4 separate regions of the Mus musculus genome follow, and all the other regions are linked to region 2. Evidence: chromatin contacts called from public Micro-C and promoter capture Hi-C data. All regions are on one chromosome and are shown on one strand. The core of a region is the stretch at or near the end of the contact, and the rest is flanking DNA. Distances in the headings are between cores, read along the strand shown.

Region 1 (6,467 bases), core at 618-3,117, 880 kb after region 2:
AGCAAGAAGTTGCAAAGCTGAGATTAGAGACTAGGAGAAGTCAGGGATCCGCTTAGTTTGAAGTGAAGCAGGAGGGTGGGTAGCAAGAGGGAGCATAGCGGGTGTGGCATGGTGGGGTTGTATAGCGTGGGTTATAGCGAGGGGGTATAATGGGGAGGTATAGTGGAAGTATAGTGGGAGGTATAGTAGGGGTATAGCGGGGGATATAGAGGGAGTTATAGTGGGGGTATAGCGGGGGCATAGCGGGGGCATAATGGGGGACATAGTGGGGGGCATGGCAGGAGGGGCATAGTGGGGGTATAATGGGGGTGTAGTGGGGCGGTATAGTGTGGGTATAGTGGGGGACATAGCGGGGGTATAGTGGGGGTATAGCAGGGAGGGTATAGTGGGGGTATAGCAGAGAGTATGGGGGCCATAGGGGAAGTATGGTGGGGGGTATGGCAAGGGGTATGGTGGGGAGGATGACAGGGGGGATATAGCAGGGGTGTAGTGGGGAGGATATAGTGGGAAGTATAGGGGAGTATAGCAAGGGTGATGTGGGGGGTGATGGGAGACAGAGACCAACTGCCACCACACCAGTGAATAGCTTACATGTGATGGCCAACCCTCGGCCTTTAGTCTGCTGATGCTGCCAGGGTTCTTGAGGCTCATTAGAAGATGGGGTCATTCTTTTCCATCTTATATACCGATCTCTGAAAAGGATCATTTGTTTAAGAGCGCAGAGATAGCCACAACCACCACAAGGTGACAGCACAGACACACATTACAGCGCCAAGATAATAGAGGCTGGGGTCTATTTATGACCAAATTGGAGGTGTCCGTCAGTATCATAACTTAGGGTCCACCCACAGCAATGACCAGGGCTTTTCACAGAGTAAAAATGAAGGATCACTAGGAGCCAGAAATGAGTACTCAGCTGACATGCAGCCACTAGGCTGAGGATCTGCCAAGGTGCTATTGCACCTCACATAGGTGAGAACCACTGCTGAGTGGTCATGACTGGTCAGCCCTTGAGTCCTCCTCCCATCTGGAGCTCCGGTCACTTCCATCTAGAGCTGCTCTACTCTCTGGTGCCCTGATTTGTGGATGCTGACTCTGTGGATTTCAGCTGCATAACTTTCAACAGAAGCTAAGAGCAATGGTATACGCACGCACGTGGCTGGAGGGACAGGGCATCTCTCCTGTCCCCATTCTATCACTGATAGTAGTACTTCAGTAGGATAGGGAGACCATACTGTGCCTCCGGTTGACTGGGGTGACCAAGACCAGACTGTAAGATAACTAATAAAACTCATCGCAAGAGAGTCCTGACAAACGTGACGACTCACCCAGAAAAGGGACGGTGAGGAGTGCCCAAATTAGCTACTACCTTGTTGAAACCACTGCGGCCAGATAAGGTCAGTCAAGCAGACTAGGACAAAGGCTGGGGGTTAGCCACTCGTAGGCTGTTCATACTCCGTGGGATAGTATGAGACCCATGCCCTCAAATTCCCATTGTGGTCATTATACAAACTGAGTAAAGGGCAGCTTCAGTGTGGCAGGGTGCCTGGGGCACCACCGTTCTATGAAGGGCTTCAGCAGGCTACGGGGCTATATGTTCTCGACATCAAGGGAGATATCTGGGGACAATGCCAGGCCCTGTCTAAGGGATTCCAAAGTGGGAGTTGTGGTGAGGCTGTCTTTGGAGAATTTCAGGACGGGTGCGGGTGTGGGGTGAGGCGAACGTGCGCTGGAACGATACAGGGTGGAGGTGGGCCCTGCGGGGGCCCCGGCGGGGCCATGTACTGATTGGTTGACAGAGTAGGGGCGGGAATTCTGGGCGGAGCCACTCCAGTTAGAAAAAGCCCGGGCTAGAGGGCCCGAAGCACCGGGTGTGGGAGGGGGGTGGGGGGTGGGGGTGGGGGGTATCGGGGAAACTGGGGAAGATGGGAGAGCTGGAGGAGAGTCGTGGGGTCCGAGGAGCACCTCGGCATCTGGAGTCTGGCAGGAATGTTGAAGGACTGAGGGGCTAGCTCAGGCAGAGCAAAGGCATCGCAAAGGCTGGAAAACATCGGAGTGAAGCTGAAGGGCCTGAGCTAGGGTTGGAGAGGAATGGGGAGCCAGACATTCATCCCGGTTACTTTTGGTTACAGGACGTGGCGGCTGGTCGGATAAAGGGGAGCTGCTGGGAAGGGTTCGACCCCAGACCTGGGCAGTGAAGGTATAGCTGGCAGCAGTGGGCAGGTGAGGACCGCCGTCTGCTGGGCAGGTGAGTCTCCTTCTTCTCTCTTGGCCTCGCTCCACTGACCTTCTAAACGAAGGTTTAGAGAGGGGGCCTGGTGAGAAGAAGCGGCTGGCCTCGCAGCAGAATGGCACATAGAAAGGCAGGATAGTTAGCAAAGGAGACATCGTCTCGGGGGGAGCCGAGACAGAAGGAGGCTGGGGGACCATTGGCGACCCCAGGTGGAAAGAGCTCTTAGAGAGAAGAAAGAAGAGGTGCAGGGTTGCCAGTAAAGACTGAGGCCGCTGCCTCCAGGGAGGTGATAGGAGTCCTTGGAGACAGTGGCAGAGACCATGGGATCCAGCAAGAACAGAAGCATTCTAGGCTGGGGTCAAACAGGGCAAGATGGGGTCACAAGACACAGATGGGTCCCCAGCCGCCACAACATCCCACCCACCGTAATTCACTTAGAAGAAGGTTCAAGAGTGGCTCTGGCAAAGTCCCAAGTTTGCCAGAGCCTCAATAACTGGAGAATGGAAAAGAAGGGCAGTGCAGGGTGTCACCAGAAGGGGAGTGGGGGCTGCAGGTATCGGACTCCAGAGGGATTTTACAGCAAGGAGGCTGCAGTGGGTCCAGCCTGCAGACACACCATTCCCATGAGGCACTGCGGCCCAGGGACTGGTGCGGAAAGGGCCCACAGTGGACTTGGTACACTGTATGCCCTAACCGCTCAGTCCCTGGGTCTGGCATGACAGACAGAACATTTCCAGGGGAGTCAAGGGCACAGGATGAAGCCAGACGAGGCGAGGCAGGCGGGGCAGAATGAATGAGTTTCTAGGGAGGGAGGTTGGGTGCAGGTAGAGCGAGTAGCTGGGGTGGTGAGCCAGGGAGGCACTGGCCTCCAGAGTCCGTGGCCAAGGAGGGCCTTGCGGGCGGCGACGGAGCAGTGATCGGTGTCTCGAAGAGCTCGGACTGGAGACTAGGGTAAGTGTCTGTCCCGCTCGTGGTCACCCAGTCTCCTCCCACGCAAGTTCAATTAACTCATGTCTTCATTTCTCCCTATAGCCAGGTCTCCAGCAGAGGTGGATGTGCCTGCCAGTCACTGAAGGCGAGGATGACAGGTGTGGTCAATGTGACAGAAAGACATGACATGGTCCGGTGTGATGGAGAGGACAGAAGGGCAGTCATCCAGCCTTCTTGGTGAGCATACTCCCTGCCACAGGGCTAGTCCGCTCAACCACCTAATTGTCCACCCACTCACTCAGGATTCTGTCCTTTGCAGAACACCATGGGCTGGCGCCTTGTCGTAGAAGCCGTCTGTTCTTTCACTTTTCCCAAAGAGCTAACACTTCTCTGCTGCTCTCTGGATCCTCCTCCCCCTACCTTGAACCCTCAAGATGAAAGGTGAGTTCTCTTCTGCCCCATGTGGGTGGGAGAGGGTGGGATGCCAAGGACAGGGGTCTCATTCTCTCCCACCCATAGAAATGGTGCTACCCAGCTCATGTCTGGGCCTTTGAATCCGGGGACTTCTTTAAGTCCGTCTCGTTCTGAATCAAGAAGATGCTGCAATCAGAACCACTACACTACCTGCCTCAGGAATCTGCTCCAAGGTGAGCTGGGGCACCCTTTGGAAGCTTGCCAAGCCCACTCCCCACCCCACCCCCCGCCCCACCTCATTTGTCTTTATTCTCTTTGCAGGTGAAGCTGAAAGAACAGATGGTGTCAACATTTTGAAAGAGCAGACTCATAGCACCCACCCACCCCTGAGAATCCATCTTCATGGCCAACTCTGCCTGACCCGGGAGACCACCACCCACATCATCCTGGAGCCAAGCCTCTACCCCGGGATGACTTCATCATCTCCCTCCTGTCTTTTTCTTCTTCCTCCTTTCCTGTAATTCTGTTTCTTTCCTTTTGTTCCTTCCTTGCTTGAGAGACTCAAAGCACCCGTGACTCTGTTTCCCCATTTACCCCCTTTTGAATTTGCACTAAGTCGATTGCACTGGTTTGGAGTCCCGGAGATAGCTTTGAGTCTCTCCGTATGAATGTATACAGCGAGTGTGTAAACCTCTTTGGCAATGCTGCCCCAGTACCCACCTGTCGTCCATCTCCGTCTGAGGGCAACTGGGTGTGGCCGTGTGCTTGAGGCCTCGCCTTCCCCTCGCCTAGTCTGGAAGCAGTTCCATCATAAAGTGTTCAACATGCCCTACTTCATCCTTTGCCCCTCCTCACCAGGGCCTCACCAGAGGTCCTGGGTCCATCAATAAATACAGTTACAGTCATTGGTCTCGTGGACTTCAATATAATGCGACTCATGGGGGGAGGTTGGGGGGGCAGGGGAAAGAAATGAGGGAAGGGGAATAAAAGGGATAGGGTACACCATCCATGATGAAGGGGATAATGAAATGGGGAGGGCCTCTAGGATGGAATGGGGAATAGGAGATGGCTTATGAAAAGGTGGGTGGCACTGGGATAGGAGGCTCATGGGATGGCACACAGCGAAAGGCCTCATGGGATGCCAAGAAGCTATGGTATGGAAGGGGCCTATGAATATGAAATGGTGCCTGAAGAACGGGCAAAGCAGTCGACATCACAATTAAAAAATGCCAGAGTGCCATACGGAGACAGAGGCAGGGCTGTGAGCAGGGTCCCTCAAGACAGAGAGGCTGGGGAGGTGAAGGACATCCTTAGCAATGAGAGATGGTGGGCCCAGCCAGAAACCTGGATTCTACACTGCTCCCAAGGTCCTGCCTGGATGACTCTGAGTCCTCACACTAATCCCAACTCCCGAGGCATAATGTAGACTGCACAGTAAATCTGACTCCTTGCAGTAAGGCTCGTAATGGGTAGGCAGCTACACATGAGGCTGCGTAGACCACAGCCACATAAAGAGGCCCATGGTGGCCTCTGGGCTTCCCTCTCCTGCTCCAAGCATGCTAAGCTCTGGACTGGAGCCCACGTCGATGCCTGCAGTGGTACCCTCCCCTTGCTGTCTGCTGTGGATAGGAGCTGAAGGGCCACAGCAGAGAGATAGGGACATGCACAAGTCTGAATATAACTCAGAACACAGGGCACGGTGAATATCCAGGGAGGACAGGGAGGTCAGCATGAATGACAGGTACATGAAGGACTGTCACTGAGGTCTTGCTTCCTAGGGTGGAAGCGTAGTACCCCATAGGTTTGCTATTAGTGTCCTCATAGAGACAGCAACTGGTTGAGCTGACCCCCACGTCTCTGAGCATCCTACCAGCCTCCTAGCTCCTAGACTCTTAGCTGTACAGATACTGGGAAGGGACTTGAAGAGCAGATTAAAAAAAAAAAAAAGAGGCTGGGGTCCTTGGCTCTCATCCCCAGCCCCAAGCCCCAGTGCTTATAGCAGTCAAGAAAATCTCCTCCAGCTGACAAAGACCAGACAGGACTGACTGTCAGGAACACCCACCCTCTCCACCCCATACCCTCTCTGGGCAGTGGGCCAGCTTCTCCCCACCCCCACCACATGCCTGGTCTCTCTTCTGGACCCTCCACAACCCTTTCTCTCGCCATCATTTTGCCCTCTAATTTTCTGGGAGGGAGACCTCTGTGGTCTTCCTGGACAGGGTGGTTAGGCACCCACTGGGCATGTGGGTGTTTCTCTGATCACCTCCATAGAGGTTTTCAAAAGCTTCCAGTCAGAACATGCCCATCTTCCTGACCCTACTAGAGGTTACTTGCCCCAGTGACAAAGCAGCTTGTCGTGGGGTGGGGGTGGGGTGTCTACAAACAGCCTTTATTCCAAACATCTGACCACCCAACCCTGCAAAAGCCAGGCTCAGAAGACAAAAGCTGCTGCCTTACAAGACACGTTGGCAGGGACAGCTAGTAGGCACTGGAGGTAGTCACAGGGGATGGATGTTGGAGATTGGGGTAAGGGTACCCAAAAAGGCCCTCTATCTAAGAGACACAGAAATAGAGTCACAGAGTGGAAAGGGGGTTCAGGGGTGACATGAGCTACCTCCTTTGGGCCCTGCTTTCCTGGTCCTAGCATGCTAAATGTGAGTTTTACACAGGCTTTGAGGTGTAGGGGGCTGGAGTCACACATTCTTACCCTGGGGTTCTACCCAGAAGACGCTAAGACAAATCTGGGGAGATGAGGGTGCCAGTGTGGAAAGGGAGAAATTGCTCCTTCCCGTCCTCTCCCACCGGCTCATGGTGGATGCCTCCTCAAGCCACTCCTGTGAATGTCACAGATAGTGAGGGTGTCACAGGACAAGGCCTACCTTGAGTTTAT
Region 2 (5,993 bases), core at 2,069-4,568:
ACCTTCCTTGATGGATGGGTGACATGTGGCTCAGGGTTTCATGGAAAATTCTTCAAGGCCTTAATTTATCTGATATGACAGCTCAGGGTCTTAGAATCTGAGAAGGCAGCTTTAAGAGCCAGAGGGGAGACAAGTCTCAACTCTACACTTGGTTACTCCGGGAAGGCCCCAGAACCTGGGGCTCTGGGTCAGGGGTGGGGATGACCAGGAGAGCCATCCACGCAGGCAAGAAAGGGAGGCATGAGGCAGCCAAGAAACTGGTGATGTTCAAGTCGGCCACCAGGGGGCAGCATGAAGCCAAGGACAGGCCTCCTAGACTCGGACTCTGTTCTGGCCAGGGGCTGGAAGACCCTGAACACCCGGCTTCCTTGGGGGTGCTTGGAGTCCCCGTAGCTGACCAGCTATGCGGGTTGTTGTGAGTGCGATCCGGGGACGTTCTGGGAAACTAAACTGACTTAGCTGCTCCAGGCTCCTCTAAGAATGAAAAGGCAGGAGGGCTGGGGCCAATAGGCTTCCTGTGTTACGATTCACTAATCAAATCTCGGAGTTGGTTCGAAGAGCTGGAGGGTGTAGGTTAAGCTGGCCTTAATCGCCTAGGAGCCACAGCAAGGTTTTAATATAGGCAGCCCGTTTCCTCCTCGCAACAGACTGCTGAAGTGTCCGCCTGCCTACTGTTGTGTTTTAGCTTCAGTCAGTAACTGCGCCGTGGATTTTAGCGATTTAGGACACAAAATTTATTTATCTATCTATCTATTCATTCATTCGTTTGTTTTCGGCCCTGGGGATGGAACCCAGAGCCAGCGTTCATACTTGAGAAGTATCTCAAGTGCCATACCACTGAGTCACCTCCAGCTTTCAAATTTTATCTCGTAGTCCAATCACTGGCAGCGTGGCTGTGCCCGAGTCTTGCCACAGCCCTCATTCTGTTCCTCATTCGGCCAGTCAGGTGGGCACATAGAAAAAGAGCTCCTATGGCTGTAATGTAATTGGGTGCACACAGAAATATCGCCAACAATTGGTGGCAGAAATGGTCTTTGGATGTGTGGTCTTTCTGGGAGCTCTGGGAGAGGCAAGAGGTGAAGTACCCATTCTGCCCAAGGGTATGGGGGAAGATTTCGGGAGAGACTCATTTGCTAACCAGGTCCAAGGTCGAGGTCCCACGGCTTATACCCCTTCACACCACACAAGAAAGAAGTCAGGAAACTTGCGTCTGATGAGCCAGGGCACCAGACCAGCGCTCCATCCCCCAACTCTCCGCAGCAACACAGTTAAAAAAAATGTTCTTGTTTCCTTTGGATGTATTTTTAATGTCAAAAATAGAAGACGATTCTTGTAGCCAGACAAATGTTTACTTACCTACAGGTCCCTTGGGTTGGAGGGCTAGATGGGGAACTTAACCCTGCTTCTGGAAGCAGTGTGCTTACCAGGTCTGTTGATGCTAGCTAGCATTGATGGAACTTCACCGTTACAGACTTGTGGAGGGCTCACTTTAACCTGTGTGGAGACGGACAAACAAGCAGATGAAACGGGAATATGAAAGGAGAAAGCAAGTGATGCAAGCATCCTGGGGTAGGGATGCCCAGTGAGGCAGCCTGCAGCACAGATGATCTATCTGGCTGTCTAGACTGCTTCTCCCAACAAATAGGGCCCAGTAGCTCCACACCCCAGGGAGCACGTTCAGTCAGTCCTCTCAGCAGCTTTGGCCTAGGTTGTGGGCAGGGTGGACCTTCTCTAGCCTCGACAGCTGCAGCCTGGATATTTGGACTGTTGGGGAGACCCTGGAGGCCAGGTGGTCACAAATAAGTGTGGAGTGTGGTCCTGTGACCAGGGTCTCTGAAGAGGCCCATGTGGCTTTGACACAGGGACAGAACAAAGCCCTGCCTCCTTCCTGCCCTGGGCTAGTGGATTTTAGCTTTTAGTGAATGAGGGGTTCATGAGGCCCCTTGAAAGCCCTCATTAGTTTTATTTTACTCAAGAAAATTACTGTGACATACCAATGCCCTGAGAGATTTGTAATATGGTGTACCGAGAAAAAGAAATCCTTACAGGTCACAGGCTCTGGTCTCTCCACCAGAGCAGCTTCCAAACCCCGTCTCTCACCTGTTCCAGGACAGTCTGGCCCCTGGCTTCAGGGTTTGACTTGACTCCCGGGTTGGCCCAACTTACCTAACCCTGTAAATAGGGTTCTGTCTCAAAAGTCTCACAGGCATCTCTGCTGGGAGCTGAGAGCTTGGGGCTCTGCAGGGCCTTTCAAGTATGTCCGGAAGTCCTGGTTCCCCAGGGCGGGGGGAGGGGGCCAGCTCCTGGCACATGCCTGAGTCACCTTCTCGACTCCCTGCCCTAAATAATGAACTCCTTTTGGCGGCGGTAGCGGAGGCAGCAGGGGCGGGGGGCGGGGGGGGGGCTCTGTCAGGCCATGTCGGGTGTGTTTGTGTGAGTATTCAGGGCCCCACCAAGAGGCACTGCTGTGGAGGAGGGGTCATTCTCTCTTTTCTAGCATAACTACTTCCAGCCAACTAAGGTAGGCAGAACTGGGGGTCGAATATGGCCTGACCCAAACCTAAGGTCCTAGGCATCTATCAGTGATGTAGGTACAGGCTAGGATGGGCCCAACTTGTGTCTCATCTCCCGGGTAGGTGGGCCTATTATAGACCAGGCTACAGATCTTTTAGATCTCTACAGTATTGTTCCTCAGGAAAAGAATGGATGTGACCCCTGTCTCTAACTCCGTGATAGAGGGTCTTAGGGCCAGCAGGTGTGCAGATGCCTCGAAGGCAGATACTTAGGCCTGGGTGTAGAGGGTGGATCCAGCCACGGTACTGCCAGGACCAGGACCCAGCTGGTAGTAGTAGGTTAAAGCCCTAATCAGTTGGTGCAGTCCTAGGGCTAGCGCGGGCTGCGGGGACCGAGGGACCTTCACCGACGTCGGCATCGCCGAGGGGCTGTGCCCAGCTCCATGGTCCGAGGGGGCGCGCGCGTCGCGGCTGCGCGAGCCCCCGCCTGCAGACAAAGGAGCCCGCGGGGGGCGGGGGGGGGGATGGGGCGAGGGGGAGGGGCGTCGCGGTGTCACGTTACCGCCCGCAGAGCTCTTTAACTCGAGCCCCGCCCCTTGTCCCGCGCAGCCCGCTCGCCGTGCGGCCGCCAATCAGCGCCCGCCCGTCACCCGCCCCGCCCGGCCCCGGGGGTGTGTGCGCGCAGCCAATGAGCGTGGCGCGGGGGCAGGGCCTCTGTGGGCGGGGCGGGCTGCACCCTCCAATCGCCGCGGTGTTGTTGAAACTGAAAATACTACATTATGCTAATCGTGAGGAGGCCCGCGCGCGCGGGGGTGGGGCCAGCGCGTATAAAGGGGCGCAGCGGGCTGGGCGTTCCACAGGCCGAGTGCGCTGTGCTCGAGGGGTGCCGGCTAGGCCCGACTGAGAGCAAGCGAACAGGCAGGCAAGCTCCGAGGGGGCGCGGCCCAAGCTGGACAGGACAAGCGATCCAGACGCAGGAGCCGTCCATCACCAATCAGCCAGGTAGCCGCTGCGTCCTTAGGCAGAGGCGGACGCGGGCTGTGCAAGGGGTCTCACCCACGCCCAGCCTCCGCCCTCCTCCTCTCCCCTCTTCCTTCTCCTCCCGTTCCCTTCTTTCTCGCTGCCCGCGTTTGCACAGCCTTCGACCATGGGCATGTCCGACGTGTACCTCCGCAGCAGAACAGCGATGGAACGCTTGGCCTCCAGCGATACCTTCCCAGTGATAGCGCGTAGCAGCGCCTGCCGCAGCCTCTTCGGGCCTGTAGACCACGAGGAGCTGGGCCGCGAGCTGCGGATGCGCCTGGCCGAGCTGAACGCCGAGGACCAGAACCGCTGGGACTTCAACTTCCAGCAGGATGTGCCTCTTCGAGGCCCTGGTCGTCTGCAGTGGATGGAGGTGGACAGCGAGTCTGTGCCCGCCTTCTACCGCGAGACGGTGCAGGTGGGGCGCTGTCGCCTGCAGCTGGGGCCCCGGCCACCCCCGGTGGCCGTGGCTGTCATCCCGCGTTCTGGGCCGCCGGCTGGCGAGGCCCCCGACGGCCTAGAGGAGGCGCCTGAGCAGCCGCCCAGCGCCCCAGCCTCGGCCGTGGTCGCGGAGCCCACCCCACCCGCGACCCCGGCCCCGGCTTCAGATCTGACCTCAGACCCAATTCCGGAGGTGACCCTGGTCGCGACCTCCGACCCGACTCCGGACCCGATCCCGGACGCGAACCCGGACGTGGCGACTCGGGACGGCGAGGAACAGGTCCCTGAGCAGGTCTCTGAGCAGGGCGAGGAGTCGGGTGCTGAGCCGGGTGATGAGCTGGGAACTGAGCCGGTCTCTGAGCAGGGCGAGGAGCAGGGCGCAGAGCCGGTCGAGGAGAAGGACGAGGAGCCGGAGGAGGAGCAGGGCGCGGAGCCGGTCGAGGAGCAGGGTGCGGAGCCGGTCGAGGAGCAGAATGGGGAGCCGGTCGAGGAGCAGGACGAGAATCAAGAGCAGCGCGGCCAGGAGCTGAAGGACCAGCCTCTCTCGGGGATTCCAGGACGTCCTGCACCCGGGACTGCTGCGGCCAATGCGAACGGTGCGATCAAGAAGCTGTCGGGGCCTCTCATCTCCGGTGAGCCCCGCACGGCCCCGCCCCGGCCCGGCCTCGCTTTGTCCGGCCGGCCGGGCTCTCCCTCGCCCTCGGGGGCCTCGCCCGGTCCCCGCCTCCTCCCGTGGCATTAAAGGGCCCGCGGCGCTTAGGGCGCGGTTGCGCCCGCACCCCTTTCCTACTGGTAGGGGTGCAGCTAAGGCTCCCGAGCGTGCAGTGGGAGGGCGAGCCTGGCCGCGACCCACTCGGATCGCGGTCTTTGGCTCGGGCCGCGGGAGCCCCTTAGGGAGCCGTGTGTGCGGCATGGAGGGGGTTAAGTGCGGCGGCAGCCCCGGGGGGCTTGGCCGCGGGACAAGGGGAAATGCTTACACAGCACATTGCGCGGCGACGTAAACAAAGCTGACCCGCCGCGGACCTCGGCGCGGGCGGGGATGGCGCCCCCACCCCGGCCCCGCGCCCTGCGCACTCCGCGGGTCTCCTCGCGGGTCTCTGGGCCGGCCCCGCCCTGACCGACGCGCGTTGTCGCCCGCAGACTTCTTCGCCAAGCGCAAGAGAACTGCGCAGGAGAACAAGGCGTCGAACGACGTCCCTCCAGGGTGTCCCTCTCCAAACGTGGCTCCTGGGGTGGGCGCGGTGGAGCAGACCCCGCGCAAACGTCTGAGATGAGTTAGGTGAGTCTGGCGTCCCCCACGGGGGTCGCGGAGGGGCCGCCCCCGGGGGGTTCCCGCTATGCCTGCTCACCTGAGTCCCTCTTCCCACAGTTTAGAGGCTAACGGCCAGAGAGAACTTGCTGGGCATCTGGGCAGCGGACGATGGAAGAACTCTGGGCTTCGGCTGGGACCTTTCGTTCATGTAGCAGGAACCGGAGATGGTTGCGTAGAGCAGCCCACGGTTTTGTGGAAATCTGAAAACTGTGCAATGTATTGAGAACACTCTGTACCATGTGCAAGGAGTACGCTGGTCCCAAGGTGTAAAGCTTTAAATCATTTATGTAAAATGTTTAATCTCTACTCGCTCTCAGTGCAAAACAAAAAGAGAAACTAGAAAATGTAGAACGAAGGAAAAAGATGAGAAAAAGGAAAAAGCATGTATATTTGTACAAAAAGTTAAAAAATTATGCTAATTTAATATTTGTATTTATCCATGCGTGGATCCCTCTGCCACGCAACTGCTGGGTTATTGATTATTACCAAAGGCACTAGAAATCACCAGCTTCAGATTACCCACAAATGTAAATCTACTTTTATATTAGACTCTAGGGGAATGGTTGTTGAGTAAAAGCCCCCACACATTCATCTTCAGTTAGCTTACAGTGTCCCCCACTTCATTAGATTGCTCTTAAACTTGGTGACCAGACAGTCGAAATGGTTCCTGTACTGCCCATACCAACTGCCCAGGGCTCCTCGTC
Region 3 (6,665 bases), core at 2,704-5,203, 930 kb after region 2:
CCTGGTCAATGACAAAAAAATAAATAAATAATGTTTTTGAGAATAGAAATGACAACAGAAGAGTTTAAAAGAACAAAAGGAATTTTTTTTTTTTTTTTTTTGGTTTTTCGAGACAGGGTTTCTCTGTATAGCCCTGGCTGTCCTGGAACTCACTTTGTAGACCAGGCTGGCCTCGAACTCAGAAATCTGCCTGCCTCTGCCTCCCGAGTGCTGGGATTAAAGACGTGCTCCACCACGACTGGCTACAAAAGGAATTTCTTTGCTCTCTGGTGAAATGGAGATTCTCTAGGAAGGGCATTTCTTTTTGTTGTTGTTGTTTTGTTTGTTTGTTTTTTTGTTTGTTTTTGTTTTTCGAGACAGGGTTTCTCTGTGTAGCCCTGGATGTCCTGGAACTCACTCTGTAGACCAGGCTGGACTCGAACTCAGAAATTCGCCTGCCTCTGCCTCCCAAGTGCTGGGATTAAAGGTGTGCTCTACCACGCCCGGTAGGAAGGGCATTTCTAAGAGGGTAGCACTACTAGCCAGCCTTGGGCACTAATCAATCTGCCACTGATGGGCTACTTTAGGATCTACTACAGGAGGAGACTGTGGAGGCCTACTAGAGACCAGCCCAGGCTAAGGAAGTGGTTCTAAGGAACAGAGGACATTTCAGGGTCACAGCTAGAAGTGTTGGGGACCTTCAATGAGCTACATAGAAAGAGGCTGGGCACCCTCTGGCAAGACAAGGCACCCAAGCCCCTCAAGGCCTTTGCTTCCCCTCTGGAGTCTGAAGACAACAAGAAGTAGACAAGGGGCTATGTCCTGGTGGCAAGCCACCAACACAGGTACCCACCATGCTGCACCCGTGTGCGCACGGCAGCCACGGGAACATTGTAAATCTGCTCAAGGTAATTCCGAAGGTCCACCCTGGTCATCCTGGATGAGACAGAAAGCAAACAAGTTTGAGCTAAGCCTAGATAAAGAGATATCCTACCCAGGGATAAGGGTGAAAGTCCAAGGAGCAGCTGTGGCCAGGTGAGGCTGGCTCCAGTGTTGTCCCCTCCAGACAAAAGGATGAGCTAAGAGTTAATGAGGGTGGGATTTCATCAGAGTTGTTTACTTGGTCCTCTCCACCTGGATCCTTGACCATTACCTGGAGCCAGGTGGGCTCACCCTGATCAAATGTAAGATATCAGGCCTGTCGCCAGGCTGGGCTCCTATCTGTAACTAAAGACTCGCCCCTAGGGTCTATGAGACATGTGCTGCCAGAGGGGCCTCTCTAGGACTTGGGGGACAAAGCCCATGGTGGCTTTCAGTACAACCCTGGCTACCATAAGCTCCTGTGTATGTCTGGAAAGCCAAAGAGACCCTAACCCAGCTCCTCCAGGGATCTGCTCCTGCCCCCTGCCCCTGCTGAGCTGGTCCCTGTGGATTTTAGGACTCAGAGCAGTACAAGCAGTTGGGTTGCACTGAACCTTCCTTAAAAGGGGGCACATGGAACTGCGAAGAATGAGGTAAGGGACTCAGAGCTCACATCCTAGAAGCCCTGCAAATCTCAGCATGCTCCAACCCAGCCTCCGGGGACTCCTTTCCTGGGAAAAGGATGGAGGCAAGAATTCAACAAATCTCAGGCTTTCTGTTAAGCTTTCCCCAGGTGGAGGGCGAGCCAGGAAGCCAGCCAAGAGCATGCTTACTCTTTGGCTGCCTGAAGCTCTGCAAACACCAGGCCCCTCCACCATCCGCTGAGCAAGCAAAGTGGCCCCAGGTCTTTCCACCACAGGAAAAGCCTGGCCCTGGGGAGCTAAGCTAAAAAACAGGACAGGACCCACATCCTGGAGGCCACTCCCCAGCCCCTGAACTCCTTTGGGCCTCACTTACTCCATGGGGATCCGGAACTGCACGGTATCTTCAGGCTGTGCAGTACCAGGCCGCACCAGCTGAATGAAGAAGTTAGTTCGAAATACACGGAGCTGGGGGCCACCCAGTTGGTAAAGGGGGTACCTGCTCAGGAGAAATCAGGGGATTGAGGTTATACACACAGTACTGCAGGCTCATGTGTCCACTCACATCAGCAGAATCGAGGCAGGGTGGGACAGTTACACATAGGACCTGTCCCTACTATATGGTTTCATTAGTAGGGGGGACAAGCAGCTTCCCAGCCTAGTCCTTGGCCTCCCTACTGGGTTCCAGGGCTACTGACACTACAGCCTTCCTATAGAAAGGTCAAAAGGACAGCTAAAAGAGAGAAAGAAAGAAACAAAAACAGGAACTAAGGCTCATAGCTGTGGTATGGGAGCAGAATAATGGTCCCAGCTTGTAAAATTGTAAGAACAAGGAAGGAAGGACCTCATAAACAGGGCAGTGGTGGTACTCAGCTTGCAGATACCACCTCTTCCAAAGGCCTGCTGCTAACTCCTGCTTCTGGGGAGTGGCCAGCCCGGAAATATCACCCCCACCCCCACCCCCAGGGCCCACAGAAGTTCCTTGAGAGGGAGGAAAACAGGCTGGGGGCTAGAGAAGACAGTGTTTCCAACATGGCTCCGAGCTAGCAACACCTCACTGGACACCTAAAACTATCTAAACAAGCAGGACTTGGTGGGATAGCCAGTTTCCACCATTATCAGGCCTGTAGAGAAAGCAGGATCTCTGCCTGGTGGTCCTGCTCGCCTCCATGCCCACCTGAGCAGACATGGAGAAGGACAGGAGAAACTCAAGGACTGGGATTACTAGAGACTCATAGTTCATGGTCCCCAGGTGGAGGGTGGGTACACAGGACCACCCTAGGGTCACACTGATAACCGAGGTGTGGCATGTGGGCCAGACCTCTAAGTCTTGGGAGCACCACACTGGAAGCACCAAGCTGAGGGCACCAGAGAAGTTTCAGGGCTGAGAAGCAGGTACCAGAGTTTCAGATGACTCCCAAGGTAGCATGGTGGGAGCCTCAGAAGCAGGCCCCATCGCTAAATGTTTGCCAAACTCAATGACTCAAGAGCCTACCTAATGGTCAAATTAGAGGTCTGGCCTTTTAGGGCTCTCTTAACTTCTTTTCTACTATTATTATTTTTTTTTTTATGAGCAGCCCCAAACAGCATATCTCAAATGGAACTCTTGGCTCTCTCTTCTCGCTGGGAGCCTGGTTCCCAACTGGTAGGCTGTTAACCTAGTCCTCCTCAAAGCTCAGGTCTCATCCCTGGTCTCACTCTGCCCCCACCCACCTGTCACTCATTCACGCATGGGTCCAACCAGCTCCCTGCAAAGCCAGGGGGTGAGCCCAAAAGCTGAACTAGACTGGCCCTGCCTCACACTGGCCTGGTTCAGAGGTCCCTGGTCTCCCAGCCAGTCTGCGGAAAGAAATCACAAGGTTGCCCACCAGGGAACCAGCCCTCACCCCTTCTTATTGCAGGGTCCCCCCAATTCTGCTTCCACGAGAACTCTCAAAACCGCATTAATGCTCAACCTAGGGCCACCCAACCAGTGGGTCACGTGTTTACTGAACACATGTTTCCGGCTCAGACTGTGGGAGGCTAGCACTGCTGGCCACGTGGAGACCGGTGAATGTAGCAACTTTGGGGGACTTGGGCCAGGGGTCCTGCAGGCAACGGCCAATCCTGGCTCAGCCCTGGCTGTCTGCCAAAGCAGGCTGTAGCCGCTGGCTGTGATTGACAGCCAGGACACTAAGCCGAGGTGGCCCTGCCGCGTGGACCCTGGCGGGTTTCCCGCCGCGTGCGGGCGCCTCCGGCTTCCGGCCCGGGCCCCGCACCCACCCGACCTGGGCTGCTTAGCCCGTTCCGCGGGTCACGACTTTACTCACAACACATTCCGCGCCATGGCAGCCGCACCTCCTGGTCAGGAAGGAGCGACACCCGCCCCGCACAGCGCCCGCGCTGGCACAGCGCCCCCTCGCTTCCGGAGGCCGCGCTACCCTCTCCCTGCACCGCAGGGCCCCGCACTTTCGGTGTCCCGCAAACCCCACCCCACCCCCAACCCCGCACCCGAAAAGCCCCTCCCCCACCCGTGCACCGTAAGCTGCTTGCGCACCGCCCCCGGCACAGCGCACCCCGCCTCTCAGCCATAAAAACAGTGAACAGCCCCGCCCCTCACCCGGCCCCGCAAAAAGCCGGCATACACTCTGTACCCATTTGCCCCATCCCAGCACCACACAGAATCCTGCATACCTCTCGGTGTATAGTGTACCTCCCTGTTCTTCAACCTGTAAGCACCCTACAGTACATGCTTTCCCACCCACAAGGGCACCACACTTTGCCATGAGCAGTCCCGCATCTCTGCACTGCTGGCTGGTGGATTCTACAAAGGGCAACTACTATCCTGTTTCCCCACCCCAACATTGCATGGCCCCACCAAGCACAGTCATACACCTTGTACCCCCCCCCCCAAATCTGCTCTGTGAATCTACTCTGTTCCCTTGCTGTAGGTGGTCCAGCAGTACCTTTGTCCCCACTCCCCTTTTTCTGGACTGGACGAAACCACCCCATAAGGCTCACCAAGGCCTGGCCACATAGCCCCCACCCTGTGTTCCACAGCCTAGTCTTTCTCTAGGCTCTGCCAGCTCTTTGTCCCCTTTCCCACATAAGCACATCAGAGGCTACACCCATGCCCTATCCCACATAGGACCCTAGCCCCCCTCAACAATTAAGTCACAGCCTCGCCAACAATCCCTTGGGCAGCAGAGATGGGGAAGGGTGGGGTGGACTGGATCTCTTGTATGAAGTCTACGGCCCCTCTCCCAATCCAGACTGGGTTGTTTTCCCTTCCAGGCAAGACTCCCAGGACCCCCTCCTTTCTCCTTCCCTCCCTTTCTTGGCTGCCCAGCCACATTTGCAGCCCAGCAGCACTGCATACTCCCTGTCCCAGGAGCCCCTGGCCACACCTCCTTCAAGAGGCCACTAGCCTCCCAAGGCCTTGCTGTTCACAAGTCCTCAGCCCTGCAGGTCAGAGACCCTCCAGCTTCGTCCTAACTAAGGGATCCCTGCCCATAGCTCTTGTCCCGACTTGGTGGTCTTGCTGCTCTCTCCTGCTTCCTGGCCCATCTCTCCCCATAGGTTCTCTCTGCTGCTTTCCAGCTCCCTCGGTCCTTGTTAAGTTTCTGTCTGTACCCCACGGCAACATAGTTGTGTTTGGGGGCTCAGGAAAGGAGACATGGGTGGAGATATCAGGCACATTATAAGAGGCCATCATGGTGGCTCTGGGAGAAGCATCTAGGTCACCCATTTAATGATCAAAATGACCACTGGGGTCCCCTAGGATGAAGGATTAGAGGTGAGTTGTGAGCACAGATCCCTGCCCATATCCACTCCTGTGTAGTGTTACAAAATGAATGTGGCTATGACCCAGCAGCAGATGATATTAGCCTAGCCTGAGTTCTGAGCCCCATCTCTCTTCCTCTCCAGATCAGACTTCTGGGGTTTTCTCCCACTTCTTCTGTCACCCATTGCTCGGCCTGACTGGACTGCCGTAGCCCGCTACAGTACCATTCCACACCTCCTCCAAGAGGCCGAAGGCTAAAAAAAAAGGAACACAAGGACCAGAAAAGTACAAGGTTGTCCTTTCCTTAGTAAAGACTGTTGTTAGCCATATTTAAGATGGGCTCAGGGTTGTAACAAAAAATTAGTTCCCTAGCTGGCCACTGCTTGGGAAGAGACTTGGTAGACCATGTAGGACTGGGAGATTGAATTTAGATTCATGAGTCTTGCACCTTTACCCAAACTGAGCTATCTTGCTGGCCAGCTCTAAAATTAGGTGGTTCTGAGACTCCCCCTGGGAAGAAAGCATTTAAGTGTGAGGTGACCTTATATGTGACATATGGTGTACGTAACTCTGGGAGAAAAAGACTCCCTAGTCAAAGAAGGTGCTGAGCAGGGAGAAGCCAAGTGGCCCTGTGGGAGCTGGGGTCCTCACAGCTTGGAAGACAAAGGGTGAAGGAAAGGGTCCCTTGTGGGTGATGAGCAGCTGATCTTAGGACACATTGTAAAAGGGACTAGTGTTGCCACTTCAGCTACCTACCTCAAGCCTGTCCCACCAGAGTCCCTCAGTTCCCTTCTGGATGAAAGTTTCTGGTTGAATGTTAGGCAACTTTGGAACTGCAAAATGGTTGGTGTAGGGGAGGATTTCAGGCTAAGGATACACCTGGTCCTCCCAACACCAACACAGGAGTCCCATTCTGGCCCAGATGTGGCCCATCTGAGCAAGCCACATCTCCACCCCTTGATAAACCAAGAGTTACGGAGTACACCTGTAATCCCAGCACTTGGGAGACCAGGCTGGCCTTGAATTCAGAGATCTGCCTGCTTCTGCCTCCTGAGTGCTGGGGTTAAAGGTATGAGCCACCACAGGCAGTTTACTTTCTAATCTTGGATCAGACCTAACAAATCTCATGCCATGCAGAAATTCTCTTTCTTGGTTCCCAGCTTGTCTTCTCAGCCTCCCTGAAGTTATTATTTGAAGAACCAAATTAATAATAATAATGATGATGATAGTAATAAATTCCAGTTTGTCAATTTGTTCTAGAGAATATGCTTTTGGTGTTGTGACTAATAAACCTCTTATATTCTGTATTGCTGTTATTTGTTTTACATAGATTTTACATGCTGTATAGGGTATGAGTTCTGTTCGTTCTTTCTCTCTCTTTCTTTCTTTCCTTCTTTCTTTCTTTCTTTCTTGCTTTCTTG
Region 4 (6,174 bases), core at 2,683-5,182, 800 kb after region 2:
TTAGAATATTTTGGCTTGGGCCCCCAAGTTTGCTTCTGGCTCCTAACCATTTTAAATGCAAGCTCCTATATATAGATATAAAACCACCATTCTCAGTTCCCTAAAATTTAAAGTAAGCCTGGGTCCTTAGTCCTTTTGACAAAATTTCCTTACTTGGGAGAGCGGACATTTTGACAGCATTTAGGCACTGTCTCCAGGGGATGAGGTAGCGGGGTGTTTTCCCCATGTTCCTATCATTTTATATCTGCAGTAATGTTCCTGCTGACTCTCTTCCCCCGCCACCCGTCCTCTGGTTTTATTAACGTGGAACACTAGATTCTGTAGTCTATTGCCCTAACTCCAAATTTTACAAGTTGAATCCCACCCAGACAGCTTTAACAATTTTCCTGGCACCTTCAAAGTCCCAACCTTTTTTTCTATGTCCTCCCCTAAATGTAGACACCTCAAATAGCCCTCACTCTCATTTCTCGGATTCCAGAAAATGGAAAGAGTACATTCACCAATCACATCTAAAATTCACTTAACAAGACCCCCCCCCAAAAAATTCCACGAATACACACTGGTCACAAGGCTTTGGGGCTCCCTAGAGCTCCTGCAAGCATTCTGGCCATGGTTAGGGTTCTTTAAAATATAAAATATAAACTCTCTCACTAAAGCCCCCAAAGCAGGCTGAGCAATGATGTAAGGCATGAACTTCTATGTGGCAGAGGGCTTTCCATGCTATCCCAAGTCTTATATGACTGTTCCATGTCTTTCTGGGTCACAGATGGCACAAAATTAACTCTTGGCCAAGTCCTTTTTCTTTATATTAGAATGTTGAATGTCTCCAATCCTTGAACACTGATCATTTTTTTCTGCATCAAATCTGGGTCCCTTTAACTTAACAATTTGGAAAAAAAAATTTTTTTTAACTCAGACACCAATTGCAAAATCCAGTACCATCCTGTATCCTTTTCATCCCCCGTGTTGGCTCATGCCTGGTGTCCTCAAACATTAGGCAATATTTTCCAGGCCCCCCAAAACACACTTAGTGTTAGCCTTGGGTCACAAAAAGGTTCTGATTTCTCCCACTGCAATACCAGCTATACACCCACTCAGCCCCCCTACATTTCAAACACACCCCCCCCACACACACACACACACTATCTTGCACAATCTCTGCAGATTGCAAATTTGGGGGATTGGTTCTCAGGCCCCATAATTTAGGAACCCATAATCTCTATTCCTTGTAATGTAGAGACTGGCCCTGAAGGACCAGGAAACTTTAGATTCAGAAATTATCTTCCTGGGCCCCCCCAAATTCAGGTACTCCAAAACAAATTGAGATTTTTTTCTTCCAAAGAGTTCGGTTTTTATTAAACTTTAATGAACTTTGTTGAATTTATGACTTCTACTGGAGTCTCCCTATATTTGGATAATGTTTTATGGTCCCCAAAGCACACTGAAAAAAAAAGTCCCAGATCCCCCAATTCCTAGGTTTTAAAGGTCTGTGTCTTACAAATTTCCTAGCTACTAATTCTATTCCCTGCAATTTAGATTTCATCATCCATTGGGTAATTTTTATTGATCCACAAAACAGGGAGTATGTTTCTCCAAGAACAAACATTGTCCAAGAAAACATACAAACTCCCCCTTGTTCAACAAAAAGATCAATAGGAATCTGTTTAGGAAATTAAAATATTAAAAGACATTGATTTTTTCTGGCTTTCTCAAATGGACTTCTTGCATTTCTAATTCCACCACATTTAGACAGCATTTCCTCATTCTCTAGAGGACTTCTCTGAAGCCACAGAAATTAGAGGTGATTTTTCCCGGGTGTTGTAGGGCCCACTGGCTTCAGGGTGAACCCTAGTCTCCACTCCCACCCCTCAAAAGAACTGACCTGAATTCCCTAAAATCCATCTGTTGTTTTTCATCTCCCATTTTTAAGCAATTAAAATTAAGCTCCCCTAAATTTCATGTTGGGAATTTTCTTAAACCCAACAGCAACAACAAACCACCTAACTTCTACAAATTAGTCTAGGATTTTGTGGGTTCCCCAAGCTTTCTAACCAAGATATTGGGTTCCCCTCGTTAGGCCTGGATCAAGATGCCCCCCATTTTTGCATAGAATAATTTTCCTCATTCCCCAACTTGGATTCTAATTTTTCTGGAATCTCAAATTTAGTCATTCGCCACAGTTTTCCCATTTATGGAGTCGCCTTCGAGTCCCCCTACTTTGGGCCGCTCATTCCCAGGACCGCAAATCAGACAAGGGTCTGACTTGGGATCCCCGAAATTTGATCATTGTTTCCGCTGGCCACTTTCGGCAGCTTCCCGTCCTGCGCATAACAGTGGTATCGGCCTCGTCACTTCTCCTACGGTGTCCCAGCGGCAGCACAGATTTTGGAAAAGTGTGTGTGCCCCAAACACGCACTGGACACTGCGCGGCGGCCAGGACGTGGGCAGTGTTGCTCCCGTGTCCAGGAAAACGACTGGGCATTGCCCCCAGTTTCCCCCAAATTTGGGCATTGTCCCCGGGTCTTCCAACGGACTGGGCGTTGCCCCGGTTCACTGGGGACTGCCCTTGGGGTCTCGCTCACCTTCAGCAGCGTCCACTTCAGCAGCTCCCACTTCATCCGCTCTCCCGCCCTTCTCCTCCGATCCTCCTGCGCCAGCGGACCCGACCTTCGGCCTTGTGGTGAGCTCCCCGTGGCGCGCTCCCTCGTGCCCCAGCTCTTCCACTGCGGGGCACCGGCTACCTCGCAGTTTGTCCTCAGGGCTGCTGCGGAGTAGCGCGGGAGCGGGCTGCTGGCTTCTCCCTCGGCGGCAGCGCTCCTTTGGGCTGGGCGCTCCGAAACGCGCGCCACTTTGTGTGCACTCTGCAAACAACGCGGTGGTAGGGAAAGCGCCTGGGCGGCCAGGAAGCGGGAAGGGCAGAGCGCTCGGGCGGCTTGGAGCCTCCAACCCTACAGGTCGAGGGCTTGGGGAAGCGAGTGTAGAGCGCGGGCGCGGTGATTGATGGTCGGGCCGGGAGGTTAGCCCCGGGTGCACTGGTTTCCGCCAGTAGTGGCCCTTTAGAGGCCTAGAGGTGCGGAGGTCGGGAGAGGGAAACAAGGTGCACCGGTTTAGAAGTGATTTTGACTTGGTAAAAATCACAATGGCTTCTTATATCTGAAACCACCCGGGGAGAGTTTCTTAATAGCCCGGAATTATCGCATTGGCCCCTGGGGCCGAACCTGCAACTAAGCAAATTCAAAGTGCTGAGGACAGGGAACTGTTATCTGCTCATACTGGGTGGGGTCCCAAAGGCGCGCCGCTTAGAAGCACTTCAGTGAGCTCTGGTTTACAGGTCTGGTTTGAGCTACGTTTCCCGCCCTGCTTCTTTTTCTGCTGAAGGGCGCAGACATTGTGCGGGGGCTCCACGCGGGGCCCAGATTTGGCGTGGCCAAGCCAGCCTTCCCTTCATGGTGCACCTGGTGGCCCCCCAAAGGCTGCTAGGAGATCCCAGGCAAAGCAGAGGTTAGGGGCGCTTAGTAAGATCTATCTGGCTGCTATTCGAGGTGCCTCACAGCCCGCCCTGCCTGCTCAGGCAGGTGGAGGCTGCGCGCTCCCCCCCCCCCCCCCAGCCGATCCAGGGGACTGTCCCCTGCTTAGCAAGTAGGTCCCTGTGAGAACCCTCTACCCAGCTACCTGCGCCTTAACTCAGTCGGCCGGGATGCGCCTACCTTGTAACCCTCTAACTGAGCACAGGTCCTGCCACTACCACTGAGGCCTAGGGTGCCACGCACGTTGGTTCGCACCACGCGCCCATGTTGCACAAGCACAGGGCACCCCGGAAACATGACATGGGACCTCGATTTTTAGGGATAGACACCCAGGATTTAGTGGGCCTGTTGGGGCGCACAGCCCCCCCCCATCTTTGCCACCAGGCACTCCACTCCCCCCCCCCACCGGCAACCCCCGTGCCCAGGGCCCCCGACCCGCATTCCCCGCGTGGCTCGAGTTGCGGGGGCGGTCCCGGGGCGGGGCGAGGGCCCTGCGGACGCCCATTGGCGCGGGCGTAAGGCCAGCGGGGCCCGAGCGGGCGCCGAGCCGCGGGGTGGCGCGGCTATAAGAACCGGGCGTTGGCGCCCGGAGTTCGCCTGCTCTCCGGCGGAGCTGCGTGAGGCCAGGCCGGCCCCCGGCCCCCCCTTCCGGCCGCCCCCGCCTCCTGGCCCACGCCCGCCCGCGCTCGGCCCGCCAGCGCCTCCATCCGGGCTGGCGGCCCCGCGTCGACGCCGTCCGCCACCTCGCTGCTGCTAACTCCTGTGCAGGGCGCCGTCGGCGGGGCCGCGCTCCGTCGGGCCTGCGGATCTCCCCACCGCCTCCTCCTCTATCTACCTCAACACCCCATTCCTGCTTCGCCAGAGGAGGCGGTCCCCACCGCAGGCAGTCCGGCTTGCAGGTCGCCGGCGTTGTCATCCCCCGCGCTTCCCCTCCCAGCCCTCCCCGGTGCGCAGCCCGGCTGCTCCCCTCTTTTCGCTGCAGTCCCGAGCAGCTGAGGCGCCGCCACGCCTGTCCCCCCCACAAGAAGCCCGGGCTTACGACGGCTGAGGGCTCCGTCGACCCTAACCGAGCTGGGTGCCCGTGGCCGGGGTGACGCCTCCATTCCTCCCCCCTCAACACCGTCCTCGGTCCTTCGAAGTTGCATCCTCTCCTCTGCTTAGGGTGCGCCCCCCCTCGCGCACCCGCTTACCCGCCACCTTTCCTAAGCTCCCCTCCTGCCCCCTCCCCGTTCCTCCTCGCCTCAGACTCCCTCCCCCTCACGTCCGCCCTCTGCCTTCGCCTACCCAAGTGGATTAATTATACGCTTTCTGTTTCTCTCCGTGCTGTCCTCTCCCGCTGTGAGCCTACCCGCCTCTCGCTGTCCTCTCTCCCTCTCTCCCTCTCTGTGGTCCCCCCCTTTCACGTTCACTCTGTCTCTCTCACTATCTCTGCCCCCCAACTATCCTTGATACAACAGCTGACCTCATTTCCCGATACCTTTTCCCCCCCGAAAGTACAATATCTGGCCCGCCCCAGCCCTAAGATACCCTAAAGAAGCAGAAGAGACGCCCCCCTCCCCACCAAAAAAGCCATCTCCCCGTTCTGTCCCGTCGCACATTCGGCCTCTGCGACTCGGGCAGAGCGGCGCTGGCAGAGGAGTGCCCGGCAGAAGGGCCTTCGCCCGCTGTTCGGTTTGCATACCCGCAGCAGGGAGATGGGCGGCAGCGTCGCCGGCTTCCAGGTAAGGGCTCTCAGGGGCCCTGGGAGTGGGGGGTGCGCAGAGCCCGGCTTGGGCATGGCGGGACTGGTGCGGTGGGTGGGGGGCTGGGGGCTCGTTCCCTAAGCAAACTTTTGTTCCCCCTTGCGCCATGGAGTGGGGGAAGGGGCGGGGGTATGGGGGCTGTTGGGGAGGGGGTGTGTAAGTTGAACTCACAGGAGACTTCCTGGTGCTTTACTGTGTGTTGGGGAAGGGGGGGATGGATGAGCTGCATAAAATGTACGATTCGTGCTGTGCAGGCCCTGTACACCCCCCCCCAAGGGTGCTGAGTGATGAGGAGGGGGGCAGAGTCTCCGAAGCCCACCCTGGTATGTTGACTTTGTGCCAATGAGACAGGAAGGAAAAGTGGGTGGGCGGGGCCAAGAGCCCCCCAAAATTGGTAAAAGAGTCAAGCCAGACCCCACAGTTAGCTTTTCCCCCCACCCACACACCCCAACTCTGTCCCCAACATTCCCAACCTGGAATGTTGGGGGGAGAGGGGACGGTTTCGGGCTCAGAAGGGCAGAAATGTTACAGTTCAAAGAGAAATAACTGCCCCTGCCTTTTACTGGGTGTAACTTTCCATAGGAGGATGTGGGAAGGAGCCCCCTCCCTCCCCCCATTGGTCTGTGCAGAAAGGGCTGGGGGCGCACGATGAGGCCCCCCTCCCACTGGTGGTGCTTTGCTAAGGAATGGTCCAAGGCTAGCTCTTGGGGGTGCAGGAGAAAAGGGACTGGCTGGAAGGAGGGAGGGGGCGGGTGCAAAGGGGGCGGGGGGAGTGGTCAGCAGGGAGGGGGTGGGGGGTAGGGTGGAGCCGGGACTGGGAGGAGCCACTCAGACATAAAAAGCGGAGGCACTGACCAGTTCGCAAACTGGACATTAGCTTCTCCTGTGAGAACCTTCCAGCCTTT

The links. Promoter capture Hi-C pulls out the DNA fragments that hold promoters and counts their contacts. Hi-C and Micro-C count contacts between places; a contact is called where the count stands out from the background.
Region 1: a contact with region 2 is called in a promoter capture Hi-C map of liver, with 2.6 times the contacts expected there. The contact joins the promoter of H19 here to the promoter of Cdkn1c in region 2. A contact is called at or near these places in 2 of 39 promoter capture datasets (the SN4741 cell line and liver).
Region 3: a contact with region 2 is called in a Micro-C map of embryonic stem cells, with 2.0 times the contacts expected there. The contact joins the promoter of Mrpl23 here to the promoter of Cdkn1c in region 2. A contact is called at or near these places in 1 of 39 promoter capture datasets (liver) and 2 of 484 Hi-C or Micro-C datasets (both in embryonic stem cells).
Region 4: a contact with region 2 is called in a Micro-C map of embryonic stem cells, with 4 times the contacts expected there. The contact joins the promoter of Igf2os here to the promoter of Cdkn1c in region 2. A contact is called at or near these places in 7 of 39 promoter capture datasets (embryonic stem cells, hippocampal neurons, liver and 2 more), 5 of 484 Hi-C or Micro-C datasets (all in embryonic stem cells) and 1 of 115 datasets of contacts at active chromatin or transcription factors (embryonic stem cells).

The regions. Positions count from the first base shown.
Region 1 is chr7:142,573,546-142,580,012 of GRCm38.p6, reverse strand. H19 (H19, imprinted maternally expressed transcript) reads left to right here and starts at 1,867. Exons shown (of 5, transcript NR_130974.1): 1 at 1,867-3,184; 2 at 3,270-3,400; 3 at 3,483-3,604; 4 at 3,683-3,810; 5 at 3,899-4,483. Mir675 (microRNA 675) reads left to right here and starts at 2,866; the gene lies at 2,866-2,949. RefSeq lists an enhancer at 6,101-6,467.
Region 2 is chr7:143,458,375-143,464,367 of GRCm38.p6, reverse strand. Cdkn1c (cyclin-dependent kinase inhibitor 1C (P57)) reads left to right here and starts at 3,318. Exons shown (of 4, transcript NM_001161624.1): 1 at 3,318-3,515; 2 at 3,652-4,573; 3 at 5,118-5,256; 4 at 5,347-5,993. The coding sequence starts at 3,661. The coding sequence ends at 5,251. Gm33663 (a long non-coding RNA gene) reads left to right here. Exons shown (of 3, transcript XR_378640.3): 3 at 1-1,033.
Region 3 is chr7:142,530,320-142,536,984 of GRCm38.p6, reverse strand. It overlaps Mrpl23 (mitochondrial ribosomal protein L23), which reads right to left and starts at 3,953. Exons shown (of 5, transcript NM_011288.2): 1 at 3,791-3,953; 2 at 1,858-1,980; 3 at 833-915. The coding sequence starts at 3,807.
Region 4 is chr7:142,657,438-142,663,611 of GRCm38.p6, reverse strand. It overlaps Igf2os (insulin-like growth factor 2, opposite strand), which reads right to left and starts at 3,932. Exons shown (of 4, transcript NR_002855.3): 1 at 2,583-3,932. Igf2 (insulin-like growth factor 2) reads left to right here and starts at 6,116. Exons shown (of 4, transcript NM_001122737.2): 1 at 6,116-6,174.